2 separate regions of the Arachis hypogaea genome follow, and region 1 is linked to region 2. A link is a contact called in public Hi-C data. All regions are on one chromosome and are shown on one strand. Each heading gives the region's core, a stretch centred on a gene start, on an enhancer-like site or on the middle of the called end of the contact. The rest is flanking DNA. Distances are from core to core; before and after follow the strand shown.

Region 1 (3,943 bases), core at 469-2,968, 50 kb before region 2:
GTTGATGAGCTTTTTTTTGTTCACTTTCCAATGCACATAAAAGCTTGCCACAACTAATGCTAAGATGCCTATGCTGATGCCTGGTCAATGCAAACCCACCAAAGTGAGTGGAAGTTTCCATGATTTCCAGAGAGTGTGTCATTTAGCTAAAGATTTAAGACTCAGAAACAGTTATTTTTATGTGAAGTTAATAATTAAAAATAGTTAAATAATAATTTAATTAAATTTATTAAATTAACTAACCATTTTTAAGTATGAAAAAACAACTGCATGTAAATTTCGATAGTACAAAAATTGTGTTTAAATGTACACTTACCCAAACATAATGAATAAATCAAAGTGATCTTTGTCCTATCACTGGGGTCGGGACTAGTACATCGAGTTCCGTTGTTTCTCCCGTCTCCTTCAAATCCCTCCGGACACAAACAATTGTAGCCGCCAGGTATGTTCTGGCATTTTGCTTCATGGAAGCAATCATTGGTTCCCCCGCATTCATCAACATCTAAAATATGAAAACTTGTCATCATCATCACCTATTCACTTAAGGGAGAAGAAACAACATACTCACGGTATTTATATTTGAACCAGAGAAATAATAATAATGAAAATGTATAAAAAAGAAACCTCTTGATTAATTAATATTATTTAATATTTTTCTTTAATTATTAAAATTATTTTTTTGATTCTCAGAGGTTTTAGAGTTTAGTCTGTTCGACGGCTGCTGCAGTGTGGGATGTTCAGCTAAAAAAAAATAAAGCGGTGAATAATAATACCTTGTTGACAACCATGAAGGAGGTAAGGGTTACCCTGAAATCCAGAGGGGCATTTGCAAACATAACCAGAACGCTTATCAGAATCGTGACACGTGCTGCTCTCTGCCTTACACGCAAAGCTGGAAGGATTCTTCATAGCTTCAATACACGTTTGGTTCCCTACACTCCAATCCAGAACCACCGGAAACTCAGTACTCTCCAGCTTCTTCAGGTGTGTCGTCTCAAATTCATAGCCACCTTCTTCCACCAAGAACGCATAACCACATGGGTTGAAGTCAATCACTTCACTGTTGTTAACGTTAACCACCCATGTGCGGGGCGGGGAATACTAATACGGCAGCAACCACTGCCGGTGCAGGACCCATTACTCGCATATTGGAGTTTGTTGCAGAAGGAGAAGCATGTTGTGGGATAAGGTCTCGGTTCTTCCGCTGAAAAATTGTTATACCCCACAACTAATCCAAGTGTGTTACAACCGATTGTGGTGAACGTGTTTCGGGTCCATGAGATGCTAAAGCTTCCTGATATAAAAAAGTAATCGATTTCAGTGTGGCTGAGTTTTCCCTGGACGATGCTATAGCAATCGCTAGCTACCGGCGACGGAACGCGGAGTTCGGCATCGTCCAGGGATATGCTTAGGAGAGTTAGGGCTCTATTGTTTGTTGGTAAGGGAAAGTATGGAACATTGTTGGTGCAATTTATGAGAAAATTGGTGTCAAGGGAGCAATCCATTGTGGTGCCAAACGGGAAGGGAATGCTGACGTGGCCGCATTTGGTAAGGCAATGTTTGGCGGGTTGAGTTGCTGCATCATTAGCATGAGCTGCTAAAAAGAAAATGAGGAAAAGGAGTTTCTTCTTTGATAAATGCTCAGCCATGGGGCGGTTTAGTTGAGTGTTTAGCATATGCTGCAAAAAAGTTAGTATAGCTACTAGTTGTACTACCATTCCTTGCATTACTCTGGAGTCTGGACATATCCATCAAAGTGTGTCAAAAACGGTAAAATCTCCGGATAAGTCGACTTCAGGTGAAATTGATATTAGAGAGCCGTTAGATGAAAATTTAGTCAAATCAGTTAAATCATTTAACAGCTCTCAGATATCAACTTCATGTGAAGTTGACTGCAACTGAGTTTCCACCGTAAAAAACAGAGATTATTAACTCATTCATAATAATTTAGTAATGCAAAATTTTTTGGTACTTATGATTTTTTTTTGTCTAAATTATCTAAAAATAGAGATAAAAAAAAGTAGAATTTATTTTTCTATTTTTAAAATTTATGTCTAAAATTTTTAGACACCATACAAAGGACCTTTAGTAATTTTCAATTGTTGAAAAAATATACAAATATTAAAAGTTAATTAAGGATTAGCTGAACTATTATTTTACATGAATTGTTATTAAGGTTATTATTAATAAAAAAAATTAATTCTTTTAAATATACAATAAGTACATATCATATTAGAAACTTAAATTTTCTGCTAAATTTTCAGGAGCCAATATTGTATAACTAATTTATAACCAATATTCAACACAGGAAAATAATAAAAACATTTTAAAATAAAAGCATCCAAAATTCAATTAAAAGAAACATTGGAACACATTCAACAAAAATTCATTTTTAATAGATTTTATATTAGATTTATTTGACAATTAGCTATAATATTGACTGAAATTGATTATTATAGTATTGATTTTTTGGTATTATTTAAATTTTATATACTTTTTATAAAAATCTTTTTAATTAGTAATTTTAATGTATATTTTTAAGGTATGCATTAGTTAAGTCTATATTTATATTAGCGTTAGAGAATCATTAAAAGAGTTTTGTTAAGATATGTTTTTAATATATATTATAATAAAATTATTAATTAAAAATTTATAAAAGAAATACAGAGTTTAAATTTTTAATATATTTGCTATATATTTTTTAAATTAAAAGATTTTAAAACTTTACTAATAATAATATTTTAGATTTAGCGTTAAAATTATTAATTTTAAGTTTCTCTAAAAAGATACAAAGTTTTATTTTCAATATGATTCTTACGTATTTATTAAAATAAAAAAGTTAAAAACTTCTAATGATAATAATTTTAAAAATACATATTAGTTAAATTCTAATAATTTTAATATGTTTCATTAAATGTTATTTTTAGCTAAATTTTAGTATAGTGACAAATTAAAAATAGTTTATCTATTAATGCTGGCAAATCAAACAATTTTTTTTTTTTACCAAAGATAGGAAATTCGAACCCGCAACCTCTTAATTGAGTATAGGGAAACTATGCCATTTGAGCTATTACTCATTGGCGGCAAATCAAACAGTTAGGAAGGCAATAATGACAAATTAAAACTTTTTTAAACTTTTCTCTTTGGTGACTAGTCAGTTGAGTTGGTCTAGTATTGCTTGCAAACAAAGCATTCCTTAATTTCTCCGTCCATAAATCACATTTTTATTTGAGAAAAAGAAAATTATAACAATGAGCTTTTGAAAAAAAAAATTACAAGAATATGATAAAGTAAATTGCACTTAACACACCAAATACATATTTCTGTTATACAGTAATTAATTAATAGTTGATTTTTTTTTATATATGTAACGTAATTATTTAACTAAAATGTATTCTAATGATATTAGTTAAAAAATAATAATGCTTTTTAAAATTTAAATATATTTAATATATTAAAAATATAAATATCTTATATTTCAATATAATTTTTCTCGTATGGTATTCTTAGCCTAAAAATTAAGATATTTATCAAATGTTGATAAAAAAAGAAAAAAGAAAAAAATTAATTCTCAGCTGATCGAATGTATTTTAAGAAGGAGCATTTCATTGATCTTGACATCTTATTGTCATTTGGTCAACGGCGAAACTTTCCACACGGCTTTAGCCCTTCTTCGAAACTTCCTTTTATTAAATGAGGAATGCTAGAGTAAAAAATAAAATAAAATTAAAGTTTAATATTCATGCATATTCGTTTCTTCTGCGAAAAGAAATAAATAGATCGTAACAGAGATGAGCCGAGAAGAGAAACATTTTATTAACCGAGAATCCCGTAAAATTTTGTTGTCATTTCTTGTATTTTGCAAATTTTTAATAAATATAAATTGATTTAATATCTAATAATTTGAGAGCAAAATCTATTTCTCTTTTAAATGAGTACTAAT
Region 2 (4,222 bases), core at 156-2,655:
TACATGGTATGAATATATTCAGAGAAGGTATGTCATGTAATGAGGAAATTATTAAAAGAGATCTAAAAATAAATGGTTTAAACACTGATGATGATTATGATAGGGTATTGCAGTGTCGTTTGATCGATATAGCTGACTCCATTTAATAGAGCAAGACTTAGTTATTGTTACACGTTTTTGACAACTTTGTTAAAATTTGTTAATCTTGAGAATTTACCATTATGGTGAACACACCTAATCCATCATCTGGAAATGTAAATGGAAACCCTTTTCCCCACTTCCATACAGCTTGAACTGAAAATAGACACTACTGTGTTGGTAATTCTATAGTATGGTTTACACACAGATTTATAGGGCAATTTGCCGGGGTTTGATTCATATATCTAACCCCTCGTAGTGACACAAGGCTTTGTTGTTGTCATAGTAGTCATCGTCCTTGTGTAGTTACAGCTTTAATTTCTAGTTTGTATGTGTTTCCTCTTAGTGTGTTTTCTTTTACAAATATCAAGATTAACAACAACCATATTCAATTTCAGTTATCAAGTTGTTGAAAGCATGAGGTTGGGAATGAATCCGGAACTTGCTGCGAAAGATGCAATAGGGGGAGTAGCAAGAAAGTTTCCAGATTTTATGGGAGCCATTGTTGCTGTTAACAAAAAGGGGGAACACCGGAGCTTGCCATGGATGGACATTTCAATACTCAGTGAGGAGCCCTGCAATGAAAGATGTGCAAGTCTTTACTGTGCTACCCTGAAAGGTAGAACACTATTCAATAAATTAGCCTTACAAATGTTAAGGTTAGTTAGTAAATTGGGGACTCTAAAGTGTGAAATATCGGGAATGTTAGAGAATTTGGTGTTTTACTTAGATGTGGGACTATTATGCAAATATGCGATACGCCAGGAGCGAATTGCAAATAACTATTATAAAGTATAAAAATACTTGATTTTGAAGTTTACCACGTGTGTAATTTCGTAATTTCACACGTTTAATAGTAAGGAGGATAGCTGCAAATGTTCATTGTGAAGAAGCCACCATCAATTTCCCGCTGTAACTTCTCACAAGATAACATATTAGCTGAAACAGTTGTTTTCATGTGAAGTTCATAGTTGAGGGCCATTAAATGAAGTTGATAGATGAAAATCTTTACGAAGATCTTCATATTTAGCCAAACTTATCAAATTATTTAACAGTTTTCAACTTCAACTTCACATGAAGACAAATATACACGAGTTTTTACCAACATATTAATATCAATCATTAACTTGTGCATAAGCCATGAGACTTCGATTGAGAGGATCTTGCAAGTTTGAGGATAATTTGAGAGTAAACTAAACTAACCAGTAACCACCACAAGCTTTGAGTGGTGCATTGGACACTGATAGTGTAGGTCGGAAGGTTGTTGAGGCAGTGGCAGCCTGAGGGCGAAGCTGACGGAGACAATTAACAATTGGATACTTTGAAGAAACAAAAGTTTCTTTATAGATAATTCTTTTATGGATAATTTTGTTAATTTTTTATTTTTTTATGGATAAAAATAATAATTTATTCAAGTTGAAACCATAAAATGTACATATACTGTAGATTATTTGTAGTGTTATCGTTGGTATCAACTACTTAGTAGGAATAGATTGACACCATTAATCTCACGCTAAATATTGCAATATTTAAGGCTTTGCACTCCACTTTCAAAATCAATGTGCTTTAGTATTTTTATTACTTTAAATTAATTAATGTTTAATTTTAAATTATAATTTCATATATCTTAAATAATTTTAACCAATCTAGTCAAATTAAACTAAACAAATTTTATTAAAAAATTTTTAATAACCATTCATTATAGATAAAAACAATATATATATATATATAGTAATTAATTTAGTGTCTGATTTTTAGTATACATATAATATTTTTTTATATATTTTTATTTGTTTTGAAAAATATTTTTTATGAAAAATTTTCTGATTTTTGCATAACCTTTCATGCAAAATTATAAGAAAAGATTGAAAATTAAATTTTTTTAGCTAATAATCAGCTAACATGTTCCTTTTTCTATTTTTTTCTTTAATATTTACTTATTCATTACTTTATTGACTAATTGTTAGAAAAAATAGATGATTCTTTGACAAAATCGTAAAATTATATATTCCCTTGATAAAAAACAAAATCAATGAATTTTCCCCCCAACTATAAAATAAAATTGAACAAGTATGATGATTATTGATTAGGTATAACATATGAGCAGATGCTCCATAATTTGGATGCCAGACAATTGCAAGGAAAAATTGCTTAAAACTGTGTCATATGGCTGCTATCACCAACCACTTTTTGCCTTTGGATGAAAAAAAGTGCGTCTATATATTATTATAATCAATTATGTTGGATGTGAAAAAAAAAATAATTATCAAATTAATTATTTATAAAAAATATATAATAAAATATAAAATATACATTAAAAATAATTTAAATAATACATATATTCACATGCAATTATATAGTAGTTGATTTTCTGTATGCACATAGTATTTTTGTATTATGATTTAATTGTAACATTTGTCCTCAATATATTTGAATTTATTCAATTTGTAATTGATGAAATTAAAATAAATAAATTAATAAATAAATAGAATTAATCTAATCAAATGAATTAATAGTCCAATATTCATTTTTTTATGATTTACATAAAACAAAACATTTAAAAATATAATGGACTTCCATGAAGCTACCCCTATAAACCGCCATAATTTTCCACGAAGATATCTTTGTGAAGGGGCAGAATATATTAATAATCAGCTGAAAACTTGAGAGAAGTATCTGTTTTCTCCAATGAATCATGTTTTTTGTGTGTCACCCGAAGAATAATAATGAAAAATGAAATCTGCATGAAAAGAAATCAATCAAAATCAAATCTCTAAGAAAGTTCAATAGGTGCCTAAATCAAAAGACCAAATGAAAATGCAGAAAGATTATATCTGTATGTAAAATATGAAAGTAGTCAAAAACAAAGAAATTTAGAGCAACCATGTTTTCGGCGCAGCATGCATGTATTGCCATTAGTCTTCGGAAAAGTATAGGTAAACAATGAAAATACTAAACAATATGAACAATAGATATATCGGATGTTTATTTTACTAAGTGTGTGGATGGTTATTCTAATATTAAGATTTAGGTGGATAATTTGGAAGTATAATGTATTTTAATTTAATTGGTAATTATTCATTTTATTCAAAATAGTTATTGGTTACCTAGCATTATCCTCTGCTCCCAATCAAGAACTGAAGATCACAACCAAAAAGGAAAGCCTAAGAATGTGCTTCTATACTTCTTTTTGTCTTAGGCTGTACCAAACTGCAACCACTTCTTCGGAAACAGTGACAATTTTACATGACAAAGCGTCTTCTTTTATAATTTATGTAATATTCTTTTTTTTTTTTTATCAAATTAGAGGATTTTATTTATTTTTTATTGAAAAATTATAAAACATGTACATATATCAATTTTTTAATAGATCCAAAAAAATAAAGAGACAATTAATTTCGAGAGAGAGAGAGAGATTATAATGTTGTAGTTCTATTTGGTTTGAACTATACTGCAATATCTGCAATTATTACTAAAAATTTGATTAATATAATATAACCTAATACAAAGAATTAAAAAAGACAAAGACATCCTAAGAGTGGGCCAATTTAACTGAATTTCAAAAATTATCTAATAAATGAAGGATATTTGTGAAATCTTTTTAACCATATATATTCTTAAACAATGTAAAATTTCTTAAATCTAAGTATGAATAAATGACCATTTGTATTTATGAGAGATGAAAACGCTGACATTTGTACCCATGATAGCCTGAAACTAAAGTTATACCCATGATAGATGCTTTCCGTGTGACAAAAATACCCTGACTTGGATTGAGTTTGGTTCGCGGGAATCCGATCCTACGTGGCACTCCAAACCCCCAAACCCTTTAAATATAATCTAATTTTAATTTATAATTTTATTCCCCATCTTCTCTTCCCCAATTCCAAACTCTCTGTCCCTACCACCGCTCTCATTTCTTGCTACCACCACAGCCATCAACATCATCGACCCACCGTTCTCCCTTCTCGACGTTTCTGCCTCTTCCTCAAGAGCCTCTTTCTCCTCTCATCCTCAACATCAACAACCTCATCCTTATTAAGGTTTTTTGAATCTTTCAAATTCCCAAAATTTTTCATCATTT

The links. Hi-C and Micro-C count contacts between places; a contact is called where the count stands out from the background.
Region 1: a Hi-C map of leaf shows a contact between it and region 2, with 2.6 times the contacts expected there. The contact joins the promoter of LOC112765693 here to the enhancer-like site in region 2. A contact is called at or near these places in 4 of 8 Hi-C or Micro-C datasets (leaf and an unstated tissue).

The regions. Positions count from the first base shown.
Region 1 is chr17:124,299,967-124,303,909 of arahy.Tifrunner.gnm2.J5K5, reverse strand. LOC112765693 (wall-associated receptor kinase 3-like) reads right to left here and starts at 1,718. Exons shown (of 3, transcript XM_072222282.1): 1 at 774-1,718; 2 at 317-502; 3 at 1-80. The coding sequence starts at 909.
Region 2 is chr17:124,249,349-124,253,570 of arahy.Tifrunner.gnm2.J5K5, reverse strand. It overlaps the pseudogene LOC112765894. Among protein-coding and RNA genes, the nearest start is that of LOC112766004, 14 kb to the left of the region's middle. Within about 2 kb of position 1,405, at least 1 of the 3 cell types and tissues checked has open chromatin away from gene starts, as enhancers often do.